Regions from separate parts of the Mus musculus genome. Here region 1 is linked to region 2. Evidence: chromatin contacts called from public promoter capture Hi-C data. All regions are on one chromosome and are shown on one strand. Each heading gives the region's core, a stretch centred on a gene start, on an enhancer-like site or on the middle of the called end of the contact. The rest is flanking DNA. Distances are from core to core; before and after follow the strand shown. Region 1 overlaps Ccdc12 (coiled-coil domain containing 12). Region 2 overlaps Setd2 (SET domain containing 2).

What was found. Capture Hi-C pulls out chosen DNA fragments and counts their contacts.
Region 1: a promoter capture Hi-C map of liver shows a contact between it and region 2. The contact joins two enhancer-like sites. A contact is called at or near these places in 1 of 15 datasets of contacts at CTCF or cohesin (pro-B cells), 5 of 484 Hi-C or Micro-C datasets (the HL-1 cell line, bone marrow-derived macrophages, embryonic stem cells and 1 more), 3 of 115 datasets of contacts at active chromatin or transcription factors (embryonic stem cells, microglia and regulatory T cells) and 2 of 9 other capture datasets (adipose tissue and liver).

What each region holds. Positions count from the first base shown.
Region 1 is chr9:110,701,685-110,707,901 of GRCm38.p6, forward strand. The region is part of intron 2 of Ccdc12 (coiled-coil domain containing 12); the gene reads left to right. Among named protein-coding and RNA genes, the nearest start is that of Gm35715, 30 kb to the left of the region's middle. Within about 2 kb of position 1,382, at least 14 of the 459 cell types and tissues checked have an H3K27ac peak or open chromatin away from gene starts, as enhancers often do. A contact at or near this core is called in liver, where this site is marked.
Region 2 is chr9:110,579,953-110,586,988 of GRCm38.p6, forward strand. The region is part of intron 12 of Setd2 (SET domain containing 2); the gene reads left to right. Among named protein-coding and RNA genes, the nearest start is that of Nradd, 41 kb to the right of the region's middle. Within about 2 kb of position 2,444, at least 7 of the 459 cell types and tissues checked have an H3K27ac peak or open chromatin away from gene starts, as enhancers often do. A contact at or near this core is called in liver, where this site is marked.

The DNA of each region.
Region 1 (6,217 bases), core at 132-2,631, 120 kb after region 2:
AGCAGGCTGTGAGGCCTGAACCTTGTGAAGAAGTTTAGACTTAGGGAAAGAACTAGAGGCCCTGGACCAGCAAGAGTGGAGACACTGGAGGTGGCCTTTGTCTCTGCCTGCAGAGAAATACCAAGGCTTAACTCAGACGCTGGCTGCCAAAGCTGAGGGGCCTTATGGGAAGCCCGGTGCTTGTGGCCGAAGCTCAGTGACCTAGAGGTCTTGGGCTCACTGGTCCCTTTCCGTACACTTGGGGCCTGTTCTCTGATCTCTTCCACTCCAGGGGCTCACCTGCTGCCTTTTCCCTTCCCTGCCACAGCCATCCCACTGCCTCAACCGCCACTGCCTCCCCCCCCCCCCCATTTCCTCTGGTCCATTACTGGTTGTAGATAGTAACCAGATATTGATTAGACATTTTGGAAATTACAGAAAACCAAGGAAGGTTTTTTTTTTTAAACAATCCTACCTGATGTAAGCACTATCAGCATTGTGTTCCCGTGCATTTCCCACCCCTCATCAAGCCTTCTCTGCAGATGTTATTTTCGGAGGTTGTGTAATGACTTACCTCATAACTGCAGTGAGTTTATACATTGACTGATGCGAGAGATTTGTGTGTTTCAGCATTTGAAAGATATTAAAGGGATGCCGGGAAATACCTTCCCCAGCTCCTGGCTTTTAAGCTGTGAGTCTAGCCCGAGGCCTGACGTCCTAGCGCTTTCCAGCCTTCCTGCAGGGTTATTTCTATCACTGTTGACCGGCACACCATCCCTCACTTTGCTCTCCCTGTGCTGTGTCTTGGCATTCCTTCTAAAAAGGTCATAAAGAGTGTCTTCACTGTTCCTTTGACCATGGGACATTCTTCTGGTACAGTGTAAGGAGTTGAGGAAGCCCTGAGTGACATGGGCACGGCATGCCAAGGACCAAAGCCTCAAACACACAGGAGAGGCAAAGCTCTTGTCTAGTCCAGATGTGAATGTGAGTGCAGGCAGGTGTGCACAAACGCACAACTGTAGCCCCTCCTCGGGCTCTCTCTACCAGGGCTCTAGCTTGTTCTGTCATCTTCAGGCAGAGGCTGGCTCTTCTCTGGCCTGGCTCTCCCACTCCTTTGCCTTCTGGTACTTGAAAGCTTGGATTTTGGGGGTCACTGCATACTTCCAGCAAGCCCTTGCCCTGGCATTGTAAAGATTGGGAAGGGCCCATGAACTGAAGCCATCTTCTCCTTTTGCTGTGCAAACTCCAGTCCTTGTCGGCCTCAAACCCAGTTAGGAGCAGAAAGGACTGTGGCAGCCAGTAAGATAAGCCCAGCTTCTGGCTGGCCCAGTTTCCAAAGCTCACTAGTAACTGATAGCAAGCTGGTGGAGACCAGACAAACTGGAATGGCACACAGGTAGAAAGGAAAGAGGCCCTTTGGCTGAGCCTCAGCTATTAGGAAAGTGTCCTGGTGACCCTGATACCCTATGGGCAACACAAAGACCAGTTTCTGTTTGCCCATTAACCACAGTGAGGGCTACTGAGGGGCCTTGGCAAGCCCTGCCTATGTGTGCAGGGTGGCTTGTTGCCAGCTATGCACAAGGCTTTGTCCCTTTGTTTCTCTTGACAGTCGGAGCTCTCAGGGTCTCATCTAGAGGACTCTGCTGTAGTCAGTTCAGATGACTTCAGCCTTTCACACCTCAGGAGAGATGGATGACCTTGGCTTCCATGTGGATATTGATGATAGCATAGTCCAGCCCATGTCTGAAAAGTATCACAACTGAGATTTAGGTTAGGTCTGGGCCATACTGTTAGAAGTCCAGGGCTCTAGACCCCTCTTTCCCAGAAGCTACCCTATTCTAAGGGGTGCAGGTGCACAACAGAACCAGCATTTGGCTCCCACGATGCCCAGAAAAATGGCTGCTGTGTGAGTCCAGGTAGCGTCAACATTTCCTGGCCCACTAAGAGGGTGGTGGGTGATAGCTGGCCTCACTGGTCTGACTGGCACTGTTAATCCTACCATACTCAGACTGCAGAGAGAAGGCTGCTCGGCTGTGGGAAAGGCCCAGGAGGCATGCTGGGCTGCTCCTGAGAACCTGGCACCTCACCTATTCCATTTCCTCTTTCTTGTTAGTATGGTCTCTTTCCCCTCTCTCTTAGCATCTTTCGTAGGGAAGACAGAGTACATTCTTAACAAACGTCCTAAAAAGTAGTTTGTTGAAAAGCAGTAGTAGCTGGCCTTAGTCCCAGCACTTGCAGGGAGGCACAGGCAGGTGGATCTCTGTGAGTTCAAGGCCAGCCTGGTCTACAGAGAGAGTTTCAGGACAGACAGCACTATACAGAAAAACCCTATCTTGAGAAACCAAACTAAACCAAACCAAACCAAACCAAACAAGTAGTAGCAGTAGTTCTCCGTGTCCTGCACCATAGGCCCAGGACATGTGGATAGTAGGTGCCATCTGTCACTCTTTCTGCCCTTTGTACTATCTACTGGGTTGAATTTTTACTTGTTTGTCTCAGATAAGAGCTCACTTTGTAGCCCAGGCTAACTTGAGCCCCCTGCAGCCTCTTGTTCCTACGTCCTAGCGTTCCGGGTCAGCAGGACTACGCTGGTTTATATTTTATTTTTGTTTTGTTTTACTTTGCAGGGGTGGGGGAGTTTGGTTTGGTTTAGTTTAAACAAAGGGTCTTACTGGATCGCTGAGATTGCCTAGAGCTCAGTGTGCCTACCTCAGCCTTCACCTGAGCCTGCACCTCACTCCACTGCCTCAGTCTTCCATCAGTCAGTGGAGGCTGCAGCTGTCGGTTTCAGCTTCTTCACTGACGACTGGATATCTTTAATTTGCCTCTCTTTGTTACTGGATTTTAGTAATTTGGCAGTGGTTTGCCTACATATACTTTTCTTTGAAGTTCATGGGTTTTCTTGTTTGTGACAGCGTTTCAGGTATCCCAGCCTGGCTGCAAACCCAGTCTGTAACCCACCTTGAACTCGCTGTCCTGCCTGTACCTCCTGAACCCTCGGAACACCACAGAGATGCACCACCCTGCTTGGTTCTGCATATTAGAGATTAGATCCAGTGATTCCTTCAGGTCAGGCAAGCACTCACCCCTCAGCTACAGCCCCAGCCTGGAGTTCACCGTCTTCTTTAATCTATGGTTTGACAATTCTTTCCTCCATGTGTAGGCATCACTTAAGCACAGTGCCCACGGAGGTCAGAAGAGTGTCCGATTCCCATGAACTGGAGGTGCAGACGGTTGTGAGCTACCACGTCAGTACTGCAGACTGAACTTGGGTCTTCTGCCAGAGCAACATGCCCTTAGCCACTGGGCCAGCTCTCCATCTCATTTCATTAAATTCTGTATGGTTCTGTGCGAACATTCAGTCATTGCAGGGCATGGTGGTGCAGGCCTGTATTCCCACCAGCACTTGAGAAGCAGAAGCAGGAAGATATCCAATAGAAAGACAGCCTGGCTGGTGAGATGGCTCAGTGGGTAAGAGCACCCGACTGCTCTTCCAAAGGTCCGGAGTTCAAATCCCAGCAACCACATGGTGGCTCACAACCATCCATAACGAGGTCTGACTCCCTCTTCTGGAGTGTCTGAAGACAGCTACAGTGTACTTACATATAATAAATAAATAAATCTTAAAAAAAAAAAAAAAAAAAAAAAAAAAGGGCTGGTGAGATGGCTCAGTGGGTAAGAGCACCCGACTGCTCTTCCGAAGGTCCGGAGTTCAAATCCCAGCAACCACATGGTGGCTCACAACCATCTGTAACAAGTGACTCCCTCTTCTGGAATGTCTGAAGACAGCTACAGTGTACTTACATATAATAAATAAATCTTTAAAAAAAAAAAAAAAGAAAGAAAGAAAGACAGCCTGTGGCACATAGCAAAACTGTCTTCAAAACTCAGTCATTATCTCTTTAAAATTTAAGTCTTATCATATTCCATAGGCATCCAGGGTATGTGGTGCCTGCCTGTTATCCTAGCACTTGGGGGAAAATGCTGGGGGGGTCAGGAGCTCAGGGCCACATGGGACACATGAGACCCATTTTAAAAGGAAGAAAAGAAGACTGTGAAGAAAGCTCAGTGGTTAGAGGTGGTTGCTGCCAAGCCTGATGGCCCATGTTGAAGGGGAGAAGTCACTCCTCCAGGCTGTCCTCTGACCTCTGTGGTACATGTGCACACACACACATGCACAAGATAGGTAGGTAGGAAGGTAGGTAGGTAGGTAGGTAGGTAGGTAGGTAGGTAGATAGATAGATAGATAGATAGATAGATAGATAGATACAGACAGACAGACAGACAGACAGACAGACAGGCAGGCAGGCAGACAGGCAGATAGAGATAACAACAACCAAACCCTGCAGAAATAGAAAAAAGTGGAAAATTACTTCTTTTTTACTTTATATTTTGGGGAAACAGTCTTACTGTTAAGTTCAGGCTATCCTCAAATTTGCAATTCTCCTGCCTCAGCTTCTTAGTACTAGCTTCCACCACTACACCTGACTGTAAAGTCTGTTTTTGACAATTCTAGTACATGCTTGGTTTCCAGTGAGCCGTGGGTGTTACGTTGGAGCCCACCTGAAGTTCCGGATTGTTTCCTTCTCTCCATAGACCTTATTGCCCCTCTCGCCAACAGCTGGCCTAGGGGTTCCCTCCCTGGTCCTTCCTTTTGGGACTGACGGGGCGCCCAGTTACATCACACACACACACATACACCCGAGGGGTGATCCACCTGCCCTGGTGTTGTATAGGCTCTTTCTATCTCTGGTGAAGTGACGTGCAGGTTCACCCGTTGTTAAGATGGGGTCCCAGTGGGCAGCCCGGGGCTTTGCCAGGGCCTGCTCCTCCTTGATTCTGCTACATTTTTCTCTCTCCAGCCTGTGAGGGTGCAGGGGAGCCCAACTTTCCAGACACCATTAGCAAGAGACAGGTGCTCAGGGGACGTTCTTGTTCTTCGCTTATTACTTCTGTGTCGGCAGGCTTGGTTCTCCAAGGCCGGCCAGTGGATGTTTAAACTGTCTGTGCCTAATTTGTTGTTTGTGAAGAGGGAATTAAATCTTGGACCTGCTTAGAGAAGCCCCAAGCACAACTCCGTGCCCCTTTCCCTGAGACCCCTGCCCTTGGGCAGTGGGCCAGGGACACAGGGATTCAGGCTTTGGGGCCCCTTCATGCTGGTGGCCATCTGAGGACACGGAGCCGCAGGTGAAGCTTGCTGCTGCCTAGTCCCCTGTGATTACTCATGGACCCTGGATCTGGTGGTGGGGTTGGGATTTTTTTTTTTTACTCTCCTCACTAATCCCTGCCGTTTTCTTCCCACACCCAGTTTCTGTTCCTCTTTTCTCTCCACCCTGTGGTGAACTAAAGCCATGGTAGCAGATAGGCTCCACTTCTCACTGTGTGTCTAGTGACCTGTTGCTCACCCCAGGCCTAAGCAGGCATAGGGAACAGGGGCAGGAGACCCCTAGACATGTGCGATTGATTGGCATGTGGGTACCGGCACTCCCTGGGTTTAGCCTGGCCCCAGGGACCTTGGCAAGAGGGAAGACGTGGTGAGTTGGAATGTGAGCTGGGGCCACTAGTTAGTTGTGCAGCCACAGGCATCGTGCACCTCACCTGTGGAATGGCTTGCCCTGTCAGGGACTGGGGAAGCCACCAGCATGCTTAACCTCGCCTGGGCAGAGCTCTGACGTTTGGAAGGCTGACCTGAAAAACTAGGACTTTCTGAGGGGCCAGAATTTAACAGAGTGGGAAAGCCAGGTGTTTCTTCTGTGCCTCTGGCCTAGGGTCTGTCTACTGTCTATGCTTACCTTAATTAAGTCCAGTAGTCCCTCGGGAACTCTGACCTTGCTGCCCTGTGGGGTAACCAGGGTCCCCTCTTCCCAGGGATAAACCTCTTTGGATTTGATGAGCTGCTGAGCTGGGAGACTGCCTGAAGACAGTGGAATAGAGACCTGGGTTTGGGCTCATGTTGGGTAATTCTGGCCTCTGTGATTCCACACCCCCAGGTTTGAGGGTTTTCTAGTTGAATTCCGAAGACCTGTCAGGGTGTGAGCTCTGTAGATCTCAGCAGCCGGTGAGCGGATTGTGGCATATGGTTGTGCTTTGTCTCCATGTGGGCTACTCCCATCAGGTAATGAAACAGAGCATCAGCCTCTTGTCTCTCCTGTGTTTTGGTGGAATCCACTATAGCCTCAGATCCAGAAGCCACCTCCTGGAATCTTTTGTATGTTGTACAAAGGCCGCCCTGCACTGC
Region 2 (7,036 bases), core at 1,194-3,693:
CTACAATGGGGAGCAATTTCAGAACTCTGTAAAGTTGTTTTTTCGTGGAATGTGTCCGAGTCACTGCTTGCCTAACTGCTTTTAGACTCATGGACTCTCATTCTCTTGAGTGGATTGTGCTGTATTAATTTCAACGTTTGATGCTTATGTTACCTCATGTTTGGCCAGTGAAAACTTGTTGGCTTCTGTCTCATTTTGATTTGTTTTTGTTTTAAAATTTCTGACATAGCATGTTGTTCCAGGTTCAGTTTGTACCTGGCCTTCCTAGCTCCTAATTATATACACACACACACACACACACACACACACACACACACACACACACACACAGAGTACTTATTCTTTGTGGTGGGAAACTTTATTTGCCACTAAGCCTGAGGACCTCCTTGAGTGTGATACTTGGAATCCACATAATGGAAGGAGAGAACCTCCGCCTGGGCCCTCCATGTGTGTTGGTGGCAGGCACATCCATACATTAATACAGTCACACAATACATAGGTTTCTTTTGTTATAATGAGACTAAGAGAACACTGTAGTAGCATTGCATAAACCCCTTAATTTACAGAATGTACATCAAGTACTTAAAAGAACAAAGCCAATGGACGTGAACATTATGTCTGTCTAATTTTTTATTTTCAAGATTTATTTAGTGTGTATACAGTCATCTGCTTTTATGTATGCCTACAGGCCACAGATGGTTGTGAGCCACCATGTGGTTGCTGGGAATTGAACTCAGGACCTCTGACAGAGTAGACAGTGCTCTTAACCTCTGAGACATCTCTCCAGCCCGTGTCTGTCTAATCTTGCCCAACAGTTTTTCTTCCATGTGAGCCATGTTATCTGTTCATATATGTTTACCTTTGCATATCTTCAGGCATACTGTTCTCCTTGTTTGGAATATCTTTTTAGCCTTTACAGATTCGATTTATGGTTTTAGTCCTTTATAAAATGCAATGTGGTATTAACAGATTATAAAAATTACTTGCATAGATGTTAATTCTCTATTCTAAACATGGTTATCCTTAAGGGCATCAGCCACTTAACGTTTTTTATTTATTTGGTTTATTTATTTATTTAGGTGTTTTTTTTTTTTGGTTTTTCGAGACAGGGTTTCTTTGTGTAGCCCTGGCTGTCCTGGAACTGACTCTGTAGATCAGGCTGGCCTTGAACTCAGAAATTCGACTGCCTCTGCCACCCAAGTCCTGGGATTAAAGGCGTGTGCCACCACACCCAGCACGTTTTTTATTTTTGAAATGATATCTTGATATGAGATAACCTGGAACTTGCTTTGTATACCTGCCTGACATTACCCTTGGTGTGATGATTCTGTGCCTATTTCCTGGGTGCTGGGATTATAGTCATGGCCTGTGGCATGTGACTCAGGTGGTTTGTGTGTTTGTTCATTTGTTCCTCCCTTCTGTCTATCTGTCCATTTGTCCTTTGTTTTTTCTGAGACAGGGTTTTTCTGTGTAGCCTTCGATGTTATGGAACTCTCTAGATTGGACTGGCCTCAAGACTGGCCTGCCTCTCTACCTCCTGAGTGCTAGGATTAGATACATGTGCCACCACTGCCCAGCTACGGGATAGTTTCTAGATAGTTGTAGTAAAGGTTAAGTTATAGTATCTCTGTAGTAATGATTGGAGTAAATTACCTCTTAATTGTATTCCACAAATAGTCGATGATATACTCAGTATCTAGAATCATCTTCTGGAAGGACAACTTTGTGTCAGTGTCCTTTAAATTTTTTTTTTTTAATGGTTCTACTTTTACACTGTTAAGGTTACATTTTTCTTAATGTTCCTTGTATGCACAACAGGTTCTGACCCCCACCTTCCTACAGTTCCATGTCAGATCATTCTAGTCCAGCAGTCACAGTCAGCTTCTAGTATTTTTGTATTTTCTTTTTCTTAAAACTTGCTTTTCTTTTAGATTTCTCTTAAGGATTTGCCTTTCCTATGGGAAATGATTGTTTTTCAAGACCGTATCTTTTTCTGCTCTCTTTATATATTCTCAGCAAATGGCATTTCACAGTAGTACTTGGAGCAAAGGTAGTGATAGCTTTTGTTTCCGCCTCTGGATACTCCTGTGTTGTGCTTTTAAGACCCTGTTGCATATTGTATTCTGGTTGTTTGTAAATACTTGTGTCTCTGAGAGCATAAATTTCTAGTGTGAGTTTTGTGTTTGATGGGTAATCAGAAAATATATACATAGGTATCATGTGATCTTTTCAACCTGTCAGAAAACACCATAAAATTATGATTTAGCTTTTGGTTGAGGAAGCTGACTCTGATTTTCTGATTTAAATAAGCCTATATTCATCTGGACTTTATTTTGCCCAAATTATTGTGACTTCTTTTTTCTTGCCAAGCAGCCCATGGAATTGTGTAATTGAGAAGCTAGCGAGTGAAATGCTTTCTGTAGTTGTAGCAACTATTACTTTAGTGTTGCTCAAAATAACCTCTCACCTTTATATTGTGGTAGTTTTCAGCCTGTGATTAAACATTAAAGGACGTTCATAACTTCTGAAATTACATGGATGTCTAAGCTTTTCTGTTGTGTAGCTAAAGCAACTTCTCTAATAGAAATGTGTATAGGAATCAGATGGGAGAGGAATGAATTGTGCTTCAGAAGGTATTTTCTGGGTGGCTCACACATTCATTAGTGAGGCCCATTCTTTTGCTTTCTTTTTTTTTCCCCCTTTGGTTTTCGAGACAGGGTTTCTCTGTGTAGCCCTGGCTGTCCTGGAACTCACTTTGTAGACCAGGCTGGCCTCGAACTCAGAAATCCACCTGCCTCTGCCTCCCGAGTGCTGGGATTAAAGGCGTGCACCACCACGCCCGGCTAGTAAGGCCCATTCTTAACTTCAGGAGGACTATGATGACTTTCATGTTTAAAACATTATAGTGGATATAATTACATTTGAAAGGTGTGAGAAAAAAATCTTAGATCTGGATTTAATTTAATCATATTTTAAAACAAATCTAAAATGGAAAAACCTTTAACCCTGACGCTTAACTCATTGATTGCTGTCCTATTTCCACAAGCATTTGTTTCTTTCCTGCTCGAGTATTTAGCACTGGCCTTTGGATCTTTGGCAGCAGGAACTATGCTAGCTGTTAAGTTTCTTTTCTTTTTCAAAAAAGTATTTATTTTATGTGTATGAATACACTGTAGCTGTCTTCAGACACACCAGAAGAGGGCATCAGACCCTATTACAGCTGGTTGTAATGTAGCAACCATATGGATTCCAGGAACTAAACCCAATCCTCTGGAAGAGCAGACATGGCTCTTAACTCTGAGCCATGTCTCCAGTTCCCAGCTATTAAAGTAGTAATACTTCATGGGTTAACCCAAGCCCAGCGTATAGAGAGAGAATACAAGTGAGCATTGCTAAGGTAGATGAGCAGAGCCCGAGGAGCAAAGGATAAGAAAAACAAGCTACAATCAAAGTACAGAGAAGTAAGAGGGCTTTGCTAAACAGCGGCATCTTAGCAGTTGCCTCTTAGGTAACCAATTCTTCACCAATACGATGTTTGGTGTGCAGCACTAATAATCCTTTGGTACTATACCTAGAGCTGCTTCAGAGATGTGTGATCTTTTCCTTTTAATTTATAAAGGTCTTTTTTTTTTAAAGATTTATTTATTTTATGTATGTGAGTACACTGTAGCTGTACAGATGGTTGTGAGCCTTCATGTGGTTGTTGGGAATTGAATCTTTAGGACCTCTGCTTGATTTGGTTGGCCCTGCTCACTCAGGTCAACTCTGCTCGCTGAGCCATCTGGCCAGCCTATAAAGGACATTCTTGTATGTAGTCCAAAATGCATTTAATGGAATGATTTTCTTCCTACTCCTGTCTCCTGTTGTTCTCAGGCAGTTAACTATGATTTTTTTTTATACATCCTTCCAGAAGGAAATCATACATATTATGCATGTTATATGGCCAGCTTTTTATTTATTTACTTATTTTTTCAGTCAGTATGTAGTCTAGCTAGGCCTGGAACTCTTTAGACCTAGCTGGTTTGGAACTCAGATCTGCCTGCCTCTGTCTTGTTTGCCATCATACCCAACCTGCTTTTTACATCTGTATTTTGTACTAGTTATAAAGAATATTTTTTACACATGCATGGTCTAAGTATACATAGTTTAATTAGTCCCCTGTTACATCCATATGTGTTGGTCCCACTTTTTGAGTTAATAGTGCATACTTATACATTGCTAGGTCGTTGCTTGATAAATACCCACATTGCTCAATCCTTTTTCTTTCATTCTTTTTTTTTTTCCTGTTTTGGTTTTGTTTATTTTTGTTTGTTTGGAGACAGGGTTTAAGAGTGTGTCTGTGTGTGCACAGCTCATGTTTCATCCTCTCACTTTTTTTTTAAGATTTATTTATTTATTACATGTAAGTACACTGTAGCTGTCTTCAGACACCCCAGAAGAACGCATCAGATCTCATTATGGATGGTTGTGAGCCACCATGTGGTTGCTGGGATTTGAACTCAGGACCTTCTGAAGAACAGTCAGTGCTGTTAACCGCTGAGCCATCACTCCAGCCCATCCTCTCACTTTTTAATCATCTAATATGGTATAGTGCATACTGTTGACAATTATATATGTAACACAGAATTTAGAATTTAAGTCTCAGAATGTCCACAGTCTTTGTATAGGTTTTTTAACATTGTCTTCTGGAAGAATCAGTTTCAAGACCGTACAAATCTAAGAAATGCCTTTAGTTTATTTCCTTTTGTTTAGCAGATACATAGTTATCATTTTCAAGTTAAATTTCATTTAGGATGAAGATACTGGACCTGTAGTATGTTTAGTGCATACTAATATGGTCAAGAACCTGGCTTTAATTTCTATCCTACTCCTGACCCCTCCCCTCAAACAAAGCTCTACTGACTACTCTAGCTCACAGTGTCACTACTGAAGTCTGAACCTTTCCCCCCCCCCCCCCCTTTCTCCTTTTTGAGTTTCTTATATATCTCTGGCTGGCCTCAAATTCAAATACTATACATGTATAGGTAAGGATGACCATGAACTTAGCTCATCCTCGCTCCACCCTCCAAGTGGTGGGATGGCAGGCATTCCTCACCGTGCCTGGCTGTGTGGTACCTGAGTTTTGCAAGTCTAGGCAAACAGTTAAGCTGCACCCCTGGCCTCGGGTGGAATTTCAGTAATGGGGTTTCTCCAGATTCTATTGGCATGAGACATAGCTTTTTCTTCTTCTTTATTTCTTCTTTTGTTCTTTTTTAATTACAAAATATATATCCTGTGTCCGTGAATGTGTTGTGTATGGAGGTGCTGGTGCAGAGGATGCAGAGGTGTCAAACCCTTTGGAGCATCAGGAGCATCGTTACTTAAGGTTCTGAGCCACCTTCAGTGTGGGCGCAGGGGATTGAACTTGGGTCTTCAGGAACAGCACGTCGTTTACCTGCTGAGTCATCTCTTCAGCCCTTATATCTTTCTTCCATGGAGTTATATTTTGTTCCTTTGACTGGTTAGACTTTTTATTTTTTAAGATATAGAACATCTAGTATTTTTTTCTTTCTTTCTTTTTTTTTTTTTTTTTTGGTTTTTTTTTTTTTTTTTTTTTTTTGGTTTTTTACAAGACAGGAAGACAGGGTTTCTCTGTATAGCCCTGGCTGTCCTGGAACTCACTCTTTAGACCAGGCTGGCCTTGAACTCAGAAATCTGCCTGCCTCTGCCTCCCAAGTGCTGGGATTAAAGGTGTGAGCCACCACACCTGGCCTAGTATTCTTTAATTTTGTTTTTCAGCCTCTCATTTCACTTGATCTTAGAAAAGTATGGCTGGGTAGTGGTGGCACACACCTTTATTGAGCACAGCAGGGGCAGGGGCAAGGTGCACCTCAAGAGTAGCCTGGTCTACACAGAGAAGCCCTGTCTCAAAATAAAACAACAAAAAGAAAGAAACAAAAGTGTGTGGAGATGGAGCAGGTAGTGATGTGTCCGCCACAAAAGCATGAGGACCAGGCTTGACATTTGCTCTGCCTTCAGTGGAGACTTCTAACCCCTTTTTGCTTTTTATGTTTTCTTTCATTTTAAATTAGCTCATTGTCAAAACCCTACTATCACGTTTTAAAATCTAGAGCTTATTTACTCTTACTCTAAATTCTTTTCTGTATATAGATTTATATTACTCAAATATGGGTACATTTTCACAAAAAACTAGAAAATATCTAGACACATCCCCCCAGTTTAATAACTTCCCTGGATAGTTCTTGTTTCAAGTTAGGGATAAAATATTCAGGTAGAAATATCTTAAATTTGCCTCCTAGGATTTTTGGGATCAGAAATATTGTGGTGTAATAAAGATTGAATGATTTTGAACATTGGCCCAGGCAAAATCTGAATTAGTTTACTTTGAAGACTTTTAACTTAAATAAAAATGTTACGGTTTGAAGGAAAATGATGAGTGAGCTGCTCTCACAGAGAATAACCCTAGCACTCAGGAAGTGGGGTCAGGAGCAGCAGTTCAAGGTCACTGTAGCCACACTCAGACTCAGGTCAGCTCGCAAGGTGGGACACCCTGTCTCCAAAACCCAAAAAGGGTTGCCTTCGTATGAAATCTAGGCTTGGCTAGTGTCAGATCCAGGATGGTTACTGCTTTAGTCAGCTTTGCACATAATGTATATGTAGTGATAGCCTCTTTATCAGTGTTAAAAATAGGTGGGACTTAGAACAGAAGTCTCAGCCATCTTTCTGGGTGTGTGTTTGTTGTTTTAAAACAGTCTCAAGTAGCCCGAGTTTGCTTGGAATTGGCTGTGTAGCTAAAATTACCTTAAACTTCCTCAAGCGTGCAAAGTTTAGACTGTGGTGTTGCTTTTATTTTATGCATTAGCAAATTAGATTTGTTCTTGGCTCATAGCAGTTACAGCTTGAATGTGTATGTGTGTGTTGGTTGGAAGTACTATCTAGGGACTAAAGAAATGAAAAATAATGATATCTAAATATTGGATGGAGTGAAGAAATAAGATTTCTTTTAGGCCTCTCTTACAATAAGTGTTAAACATAG